2 separate regions of the Sus scrofa genome follow, and region 2 is linked to region 1. Evidence: chromatin contacts called from public HiChIP or PLAC-seq data. All regions are on one chromosome and are shown on one strand. The core of a region is the stretch at or near the end of the contact, and the rest is flanking DNA. Distances in the headings are between cores, read along the strand shown. Region 1 holds the start of HFE (hereditary hemochromatosis protein). Region 2 holds the start of HIST1H3E (histone cluster 1, H3e).

The links. HiChIP or PLAC-seq counts read pairs in DNA pulled down with a chosen protein or histone mark.
Region 2: an H3K27ac HiChIP or PLAC-seq map of alveolar macrophages shows a contact between it and region 1. The contact joins the promoter of HIST1H3E here to the promoter of HFE in region 1. A contact is called at or near these places in 2 of 5 promoter capture datasets (fetal liver and liver), 5 of 47 Hi-C or Micro-C datasets (embryonic fibroblasts, epiblast stem cells, fetal heart ventricle and 2 more) and 2 of 2 datasets of contacts at active chromatin or transcription factors (alveolar macrophages and skeletal muscle).

Annotation. Positions count from the first base shown.
Region 1 is chr7:20,757,093-20,760,911 of Sscrofa11.1, reverse strand. It overlaps HFE (hereditary hemochromatosis protein), which reads right to left and starts at 2,308. Exons shown (of 5, transcript XM_021098424.1): 1 at 1,869-2,308. The coding sequence starts at 1,944.
Region 2 is chr7:20,853,008-20,856,456 of Sscrofa11.1, reverse strand. It overlaps HIST1H3E (histone cluster 1, H3e), which reads left to right and starts at 1,285. Exons shown (of 1, transcript NM_001287416.1): 1 at 1,285-2,512. The coding sequence starts at 1,288. The coding sequence ends at 1,698. It also overlaps the pseudogene LOC110261484.

The DNA.
Region 1 (3,819 bases), core at 1,059-3,558:
CACCTGTTCTTGGCCTCCGCCCCTCCACCCCTAACTCCGCTGCACCTGTGCTCTTGCTCTTCTTCGTCTGGTGATTCTTAACCCGGATAGCTCATCTCCTGGGGGACATTTGACAATGTCTGGAGACATTTTTGGTTTTCATAACTGAAGAGTATACTCACATCCAGTGAGTAAAGGACAGGGACACTGCTCAAGGTCCTACAATGCACATGACAGTCCTCACAACAAAAAAATATCAGTGGTGCTGAAGTTTCACATCCTTGCCTGGTGCTCCTGTCCTGTCCTGGAAGCGCTGCTCCCAGTCAGCATCACCCTTATTTCCTCCAGATCCCTGCTCCGAAGCCAGCCAGGGAGAGTGGCCTGCCCCACCTGCCTGCTTCACAGGTCTTCAGGGCACCCACTGCTACCTGATGCTCTATATCCTTTTGTTCCTTTGTGTATTGTCATCCCCTCCTTGCAAGCAAAACATCAGAGGACTCAGCTTCCTGCTCACTCCCCTGGATCCAGAAGATCACAGCGCATGGGTGATGCTTCTTCTTTGCTGGTGACTAGTGAATATTTCTGTTCATCAAATTGTACAATTCAACCTCTAAGGTAGTGTGTCTTTTAAGAATCACAGTTATGAAGTGGCCTCAAAGGCCAGAGTGACATTGAACAAAGTTACCGGTAAGCAGGTCTTATCTCATCCTAGTCATCTATAAAGTGTGGACACACATACTGCCTACCCTCCAAATGTGGTGCTGAGGCTACACAGTGTGTAAAGCATCCGGAGCCTTGCCAGACAACAGAGCAAACTCTGCCAGCTAAGGTTACAACCAGTGCTAATACTTCATTAACATCAGAAAAAGAGCCTGCTTACAGAATTTTTGTTACCTGGGCAAAGGATTTAACTTGAGGTCATTAGTGGTAAAATCAACACGTTAATAGCGCCAATCTCCCAAATGCAAAGTCAAGTCAAACAAGATCACTGACATGAAGGTGATTTAAAACTGAGGCATTCCCTACATGTTAATTGCCATCACTTTGGCATCTTTTAGTAAAGGCTGCCTAATTATCCAATACTGTTAACAGTGCAACTCAACAACCCCTTGGATGAAAAGGGGAACTGTTAGATTCAGTTCAAAAAGTTCAAAAATAACCGAGATGTCATTTTTCCAGGCAAACGAAGAATCAATCGCCAAGATTAAGGCTCTGGGCAATCTCCCTCCATAGCCTCCTACCTACCCCGCGGTGGCCTCCGCCCCTGGTCTCAGCAGAAGGGGTGGGGTCGGGGTAGGATTCAGATCCCCCCACAAGCCGCCACACACCCCCACTTGCCAGCACCAGTGTTTCTGAAGTGGAAAACCGGCTGTTTCTGCCGTGCGTCCTGTCAGCGCAAAGTCTCCAGCCCTTTGAGCCCGCCCGGGTGTGGAAACACCAAGGGGCGCTCGGGCCAAGGTCGCCCTGGGTGAGAAGAACTTCCTGTTTGGGGATGATCAGAAGGGAAACGACACAACCAACTACAGATACAAGAAAACCGAGACCCGACTCCAAGGACCCCTAATCTTAGCTCGGCCTCCAGCAGAAAAGATTTGCATCTAAAAGCGTCAAGGTCGGGGGAGGGAGTGGGTGGTTCCGAGTGTCACTTCTTAGAGCAGGGACTGCGGGCGGGCCGAGGGTGTGGGGGGAGGCGAGATGCGGGGGGCGAGGGGCCGGCCGGGAACCGCATCTGCACCCCCAGTGGCCGGTGTCCCCTCCGGGGAAAGTTGGGGGAGGGGCCTGCGCACCCGGCTGAGCAGTCGCTCCGAATTCAGCAAATTCCAAAGCCCCAAGAAAAGCTACTTTCGATTTTTCCGCGCCCCTCTCTGGCCCGCAGCCCCCGGACTCACGCGGCGCTCGCTCCTGCGTGGCCACGGTCCGCAGGAGGATCAGGAGCAGAAGCGCCGGCCGGGCTTGTGGGCCCATTTCCCGGCTCGGACCGCGCTTCCAGGTGCTTTTCGGCCGCTTGGCTGGGGCGGGGAAACCGAGGTGGCTCAAGAAGTCACCCTGGAGCCATTGCCAAGGCTGCGGGGATCCCAGATGAAACTTCCTGGGCAGTGAGATCCTTTTCCGGGGCCAGTGGGGAAAAGAAACGGATCGCCTGTACTTGAACTCTCTCTCCTGCAGCTCAGAGTACCTGCTTAGGAAACACTTGTGACCCAACTGTCCCTTTGGTTTTTATTTTTTTAGGCTGCGCCCACGGCATATAGGAATTCCCAGGACAGGGCTCGAACCTACTGCAGGTCAGTATCCAAGCCACTTCACTGCAGTGACAACTGTGGATCCTTAACCCACTGTGCACAAGAGAACTCCTCTCCCTCTACTTTTTATTTTTTATTTATTTTTTATTTATTTATTTTTGTCTTTTCTAGGGCCGCTCCGGCGGCACACGGAGGTTCCCAGGCTAGGGGTCCAATCAGAGCCGCAGCTGCCGGCCTGCGCCAGCCCACAGCAAAGCGGGATCCGAGCCCTGTCTGCGACCCACACCACAGCTTAAGGCAATGCGGGATCCCCAACCCACTGAGCAAGGCCAGGGATCAAACCTGCAACCCCATGGTTCCTAGTCGGACTCGTTAACCACTGAGCCACGACGGGAACTCCTTTAAATGCAGAGATGTTGCTGATTGGGGGAGGTATATTTAATGATTTCCTGATTTAAATATTTAATATCTAAATATTGAATAACTTGAAAATTCATTATGCATTTTCAAAAAGTCTAGGTTCACCTTGCCAATCTTGTTATTCAATTTAGATATATCTATGCATATGCGTATGTCTATATCTATATGTGTGTCTATATCTACACAAAGCCTTTCTCTTCCCTGGAAGAGCTCTTTCCCCTTTCTCCTTTTTGTCATTCCTTTAAACTCTTCCTAAGCAGTGAGCATAGTGACCTTGCTCTTTCATGTTGAACGCTATTGCCTGGTATAAATACTCACTCAATAAATTTGTGTGGATAGAATAAATGAGTGACAAAGTGTTCGAGATTAGATTGTGAAGCCAACTGCAACCCACTTAGAAAGACTTCCTGGCTCTCTATGTTACCAGGAAACCTGGTACACACTTTTTAGGCACTACCTTCAGCAACAAAAGGGAAATAAAAGACATTCTCAGAAATAAAAGGGAAATAAAAAAATGTAGATAGAGAAGGAAAACAACAAGATTTTTTTCGCTAGCAGACTAAAGAAAGTTCTTGAAACAGAAAAGAAAGGAAGAATGAACAATGAAATGACCAGAAATTTGGATAAACACCATAGATTATCTTTCTCATGAGTTCTCTAAATTGTATTTGATGATGGAAATAAAAATTAAACATCATTTGATGTTCAAGACAAAATAGGAGAGATAAAGTGTTCTAGATGGAAATGGACTATCCATGATTCACTCAAGGGGATAAAACCTAGATCTTAGTAGAATATGACACGTCAAATACATTGTAAGACCCAGGGTAACCACTGAGAAAATCATACAAAGCAATTTACTCAAATATAGAATACATAAATCAAGATGGAATTATCTAAAAAAAAAAAAGGTTCAAGTAATTCATAGAAAAGAAAATAAAACAGAGAAACAAAGTAAAACAAAAGAGAAGACAAAAAACAAATACTTAAATGGTAGAAAAAGCCTAACATGTCAAAAATGTAAATGATCTCAATAGCTAAATTAAAAGCAGAGACTGGAAGAGTGGATTAAAAATCCTAGAATCTGAATTTTTTTTCTATCTTCTAACCAAATCTGCATTTGCAATCTTAGGAAATGTCTCTGCCATTTACTTCAGGGCTGAGGCCAAACTATCTTAAG
Region 2 (3,449 bases), core at 36-2,535, 97 kb before region 1:
GATTTGTTTTCTGGGAAGACAGTTGTCTTCTCTTATAAAACCTCTCACATAGTTGGCTTTGACATCTTCCAGGAGGAGGAATTCAGAGATTGAGGCCTCCTGCGACTGGGTTTTCACTTGGATGGGGGCCAGCGAGCGAAAGAAACAATAGGTCTAACCAGAGTGGGGTGTAATTACCTCCAGAAATTTTTTACTGTTAACTCAGCCCAGAATTTATGGGAGTCATAGAAGTGGATTCCTTAAAAATAATATAGAATAGTAGTAGTTTCCAAAAGGTACTGTTTTTCCTTTCCTCTTTCCCTCCCTTTTTAAACATGGCTCCAAAGAATCCTCAGCTTTGTGATGAGACCACAAGATATATAGGTGTAAATTCTTTTGCTTTTATAAACTCTAAAACCTTTTATTTTTAAAATGTAATGTATGTTAACCTTCTGGATTCCTGCCTCCTCCTGTGGTCACAGCTCTCACTCCAATCCAGAAGACTGACACTAGCACATGACGGCTTTGAAGGCAGTGCAAAGGCCCATTCAGTGACTGTTAAGGGCAAGTCTTTTAAGTCTTATGCGGAAGGCACAGGAGGGTGTGTTCAGGGTTTGGTGATGACAATAAGTGTTTGGGCTTTTTTCCAAATTCTGCTTTCATATAATCTCTGGACTCCTAAACTGATGGTTCTCAATCCTGTCAGATCCAACACGCTTTTTCCATAACAAATGCAGTAATGCTCTCCTTTACCATCCTGAAATGAATGCCATAAATAATAACCTACACTTTTATACTTAACTGTAGCATAAAAGGGGAGGAATAAAATGAAAGTACTGAAAAAAATAAGAGTAAAAAGAGAAATCAAAAAGTCGAGTTGAAATTAGCCTCACTAAACTTGAATGAGGGTATTAAAAATCACTTGGCCAATCACATCCCAAATGCGCCTTTTCAAAAAGTTGATCAAAAGAAAGCCAGTATCAGGTGCCAAAATTTAAAATTTGTTTTCCGCAAAAAAGACACAGTATTGTAATAGTCTGAGTTGGTTCTGCGAGGAACAGCCAAAGAACATTGAAAAAAAAAAAAAAAAAAAAGGCATTGAAGAGATAGAGGCGAGCAAGGGTTGAAACAGCCATTCAAAGAGAGTTTCCTGTGATCAGGGAGTGAACCTCACTACCAATACCTTCACTGCGAGCCCTAAGGAACAAATGTCTTGTCCAATCAGAACGGGACTCTCTTTATATATACTAGGAGAAGGGGGACAGGTTCGCATTTTTCCACCAGCTAGCTGCCTTTCGGACGTCTGTTATGGCTCGTACCAAGCAGACCGCTCGCAAGTCCACCGGCGGCAAGGCGCCGCGCAAGCAGCTGGCCACCAAGGCGGCCCGCAAGAGCGCGCCCGCCACCGGCGGCGTGAAGAAGCCGCACCGCTACCGGCCCGGCACGGTGGCCCTGCGCGAGATCCGGCGCTACCAGAAGTCCACGGAGCTGCTGATCCGCAAGCTGCCGTTCCAGCGGCTGGTGCGCGAGATCGCGCAGGACTTCAAGACGGACCTGCGCTTCCAGAGCTCGGCCGTGATGGCGCTGCAGGAGGCGTGCGAGGCCTACCTGGTGGGGCTCTTCGAGGACACCAACCTGTGCGCCATCCACGCCAAGCGCGTCACCATCATGCCCAAGGACATCCAGCTGGCTCGCCGCATCCGCGGGGAGAGGGCGTAAAATGGCTCTTCTCGACTAAATGCCAACTTAAACCCAAAGGCTCTTTTCAGAGCCAACCATTTTTTCTACGAAAAATTGCTGTGTACTTCGGTCTAGTTACTCGGGGAAGAATATAGAAATGTACCCCTCCACCGCCGCCCCGCCCCGCCGTGTCCCTCTACAGGCTTTTTAAGAGCCTTTAAGGTCCTCCGCCAGTCTTTCGGTTCCCTTTTTCGAGGCTGCATTTTCTGGCTTGCCTGCTTTTAGGGTTGGCTAGCTTGGGGTTATGAACTTTGGTTTTGCTGGACCCTTGGCCACCTAATACGGTTTGGCTATCTTTATCTTTTGGGGGCTATTGGGCACCTTCTTGGCCACGTAGCCGCTACTTGTTTCTCTGCCCTCTGGAGGCTTAGCGGATTTTGGGGTGGGGGGAGAGGGTGCTGCTTGCGCCCGTCTTAGCTTTGGGCTTGCTTTCCCCTGTGGCCGCCTGGTTGAGTTTGAAAGCCTGAGGCGCCAATGCCCTTGGTCTGCACCAAGGTGCCCTTACTCACCAGGCTCTGGAGACCGAGCTTGATGCGGCTGTTCTCAAAGTCTCGTCAGCTGCTGCCAGCGCCTTGAGGTCAGCCAGGGACACGCCGCTGCTGCGCTCTTTGGAGGCGGATACAGCCTTGGTGTTAAGCTCCGACAGGGGGGCCTGGAAGTTTTGTGGCGCCAGCGGGCTTGCGGGGCTTTTTCTTCACAGGAGTCTTTTATGGAGAAGGAGCTGGAGGGGCGGCAGACACAGGTTCCGACATGATTGTTGGCTTGAATAACTAACAGTACAGAAAAGAAAAAATAAAAAATAAATGAAGTGTTAAGAGTTGAGCAGCCAGGCGCGCGCGCGTACGCACGCACGCGCACACACAGACACACACACACACTCACAGACACACACAGCGTGCTGATTGGTTCCCAGATGTCTTCCTGCTTGACAACAGCCTAGTCTGAGCTCTGTCCTGGAACTGTGTTTCTTAAAATTCAGGAAAGCAAACAATGACACCAATTGTATTCTACAATGAACTGAGACGGCTCAAGCTTTGAGACCATTACAGTTTCTTCCTCCGGTTTTTGTCACGCTGGTCTCGACCTTTTTCAAAGGCCCCTCATCTTTCTAGAGATTCACAGGTCAGAGAGACAGCTTAGAGATTTTCATTTAAAATATGAATTCTCCCCTTTGTGTCTTCAGTAGCTTGCTCTCTGGTGACATTCTATACCCACTTGGCTTTTCATATGTTAACGGCTGCTTGGTTCTCATAGATATTTACCCAGAAAGTCTGTTTTATGCGAGGTGATATAATACAGCTCCACAGAGGGAACTCCTAAACACTTTAAATTAAAAAGAATTTGGAATTCCCTTGTGGCCTGGTGCTTTTAGGTGAATTTCACTACTGTGCACCCAGCTACTGCCAGGTTCAATTCCTGGTCTGAGAACTCAGATCCCACATCAGGCTGCTGTATGCTGGGGCCAAAAAAAAAAAAAAGCAAAAGCAAACAAACAAGCAAAACAAAACTTCGCATGGGTGAGGTGAGATCAGAAATAGAAGGTTCTATTAACAACCGCATAATTCTTTATTAACTTGCACCGAATTTTTCAATTCTTCTTTTCCTTTCCTCGATTCACCAAATTCAGTCTGTCATTAAGTTCAGTGAATTCTTCCTAAATTCATCTTTCCTTTTTTATTTCCCCCATCATGGTTGCAATTCTGGCTCTTCTATTCTTTTCTAGACCGATG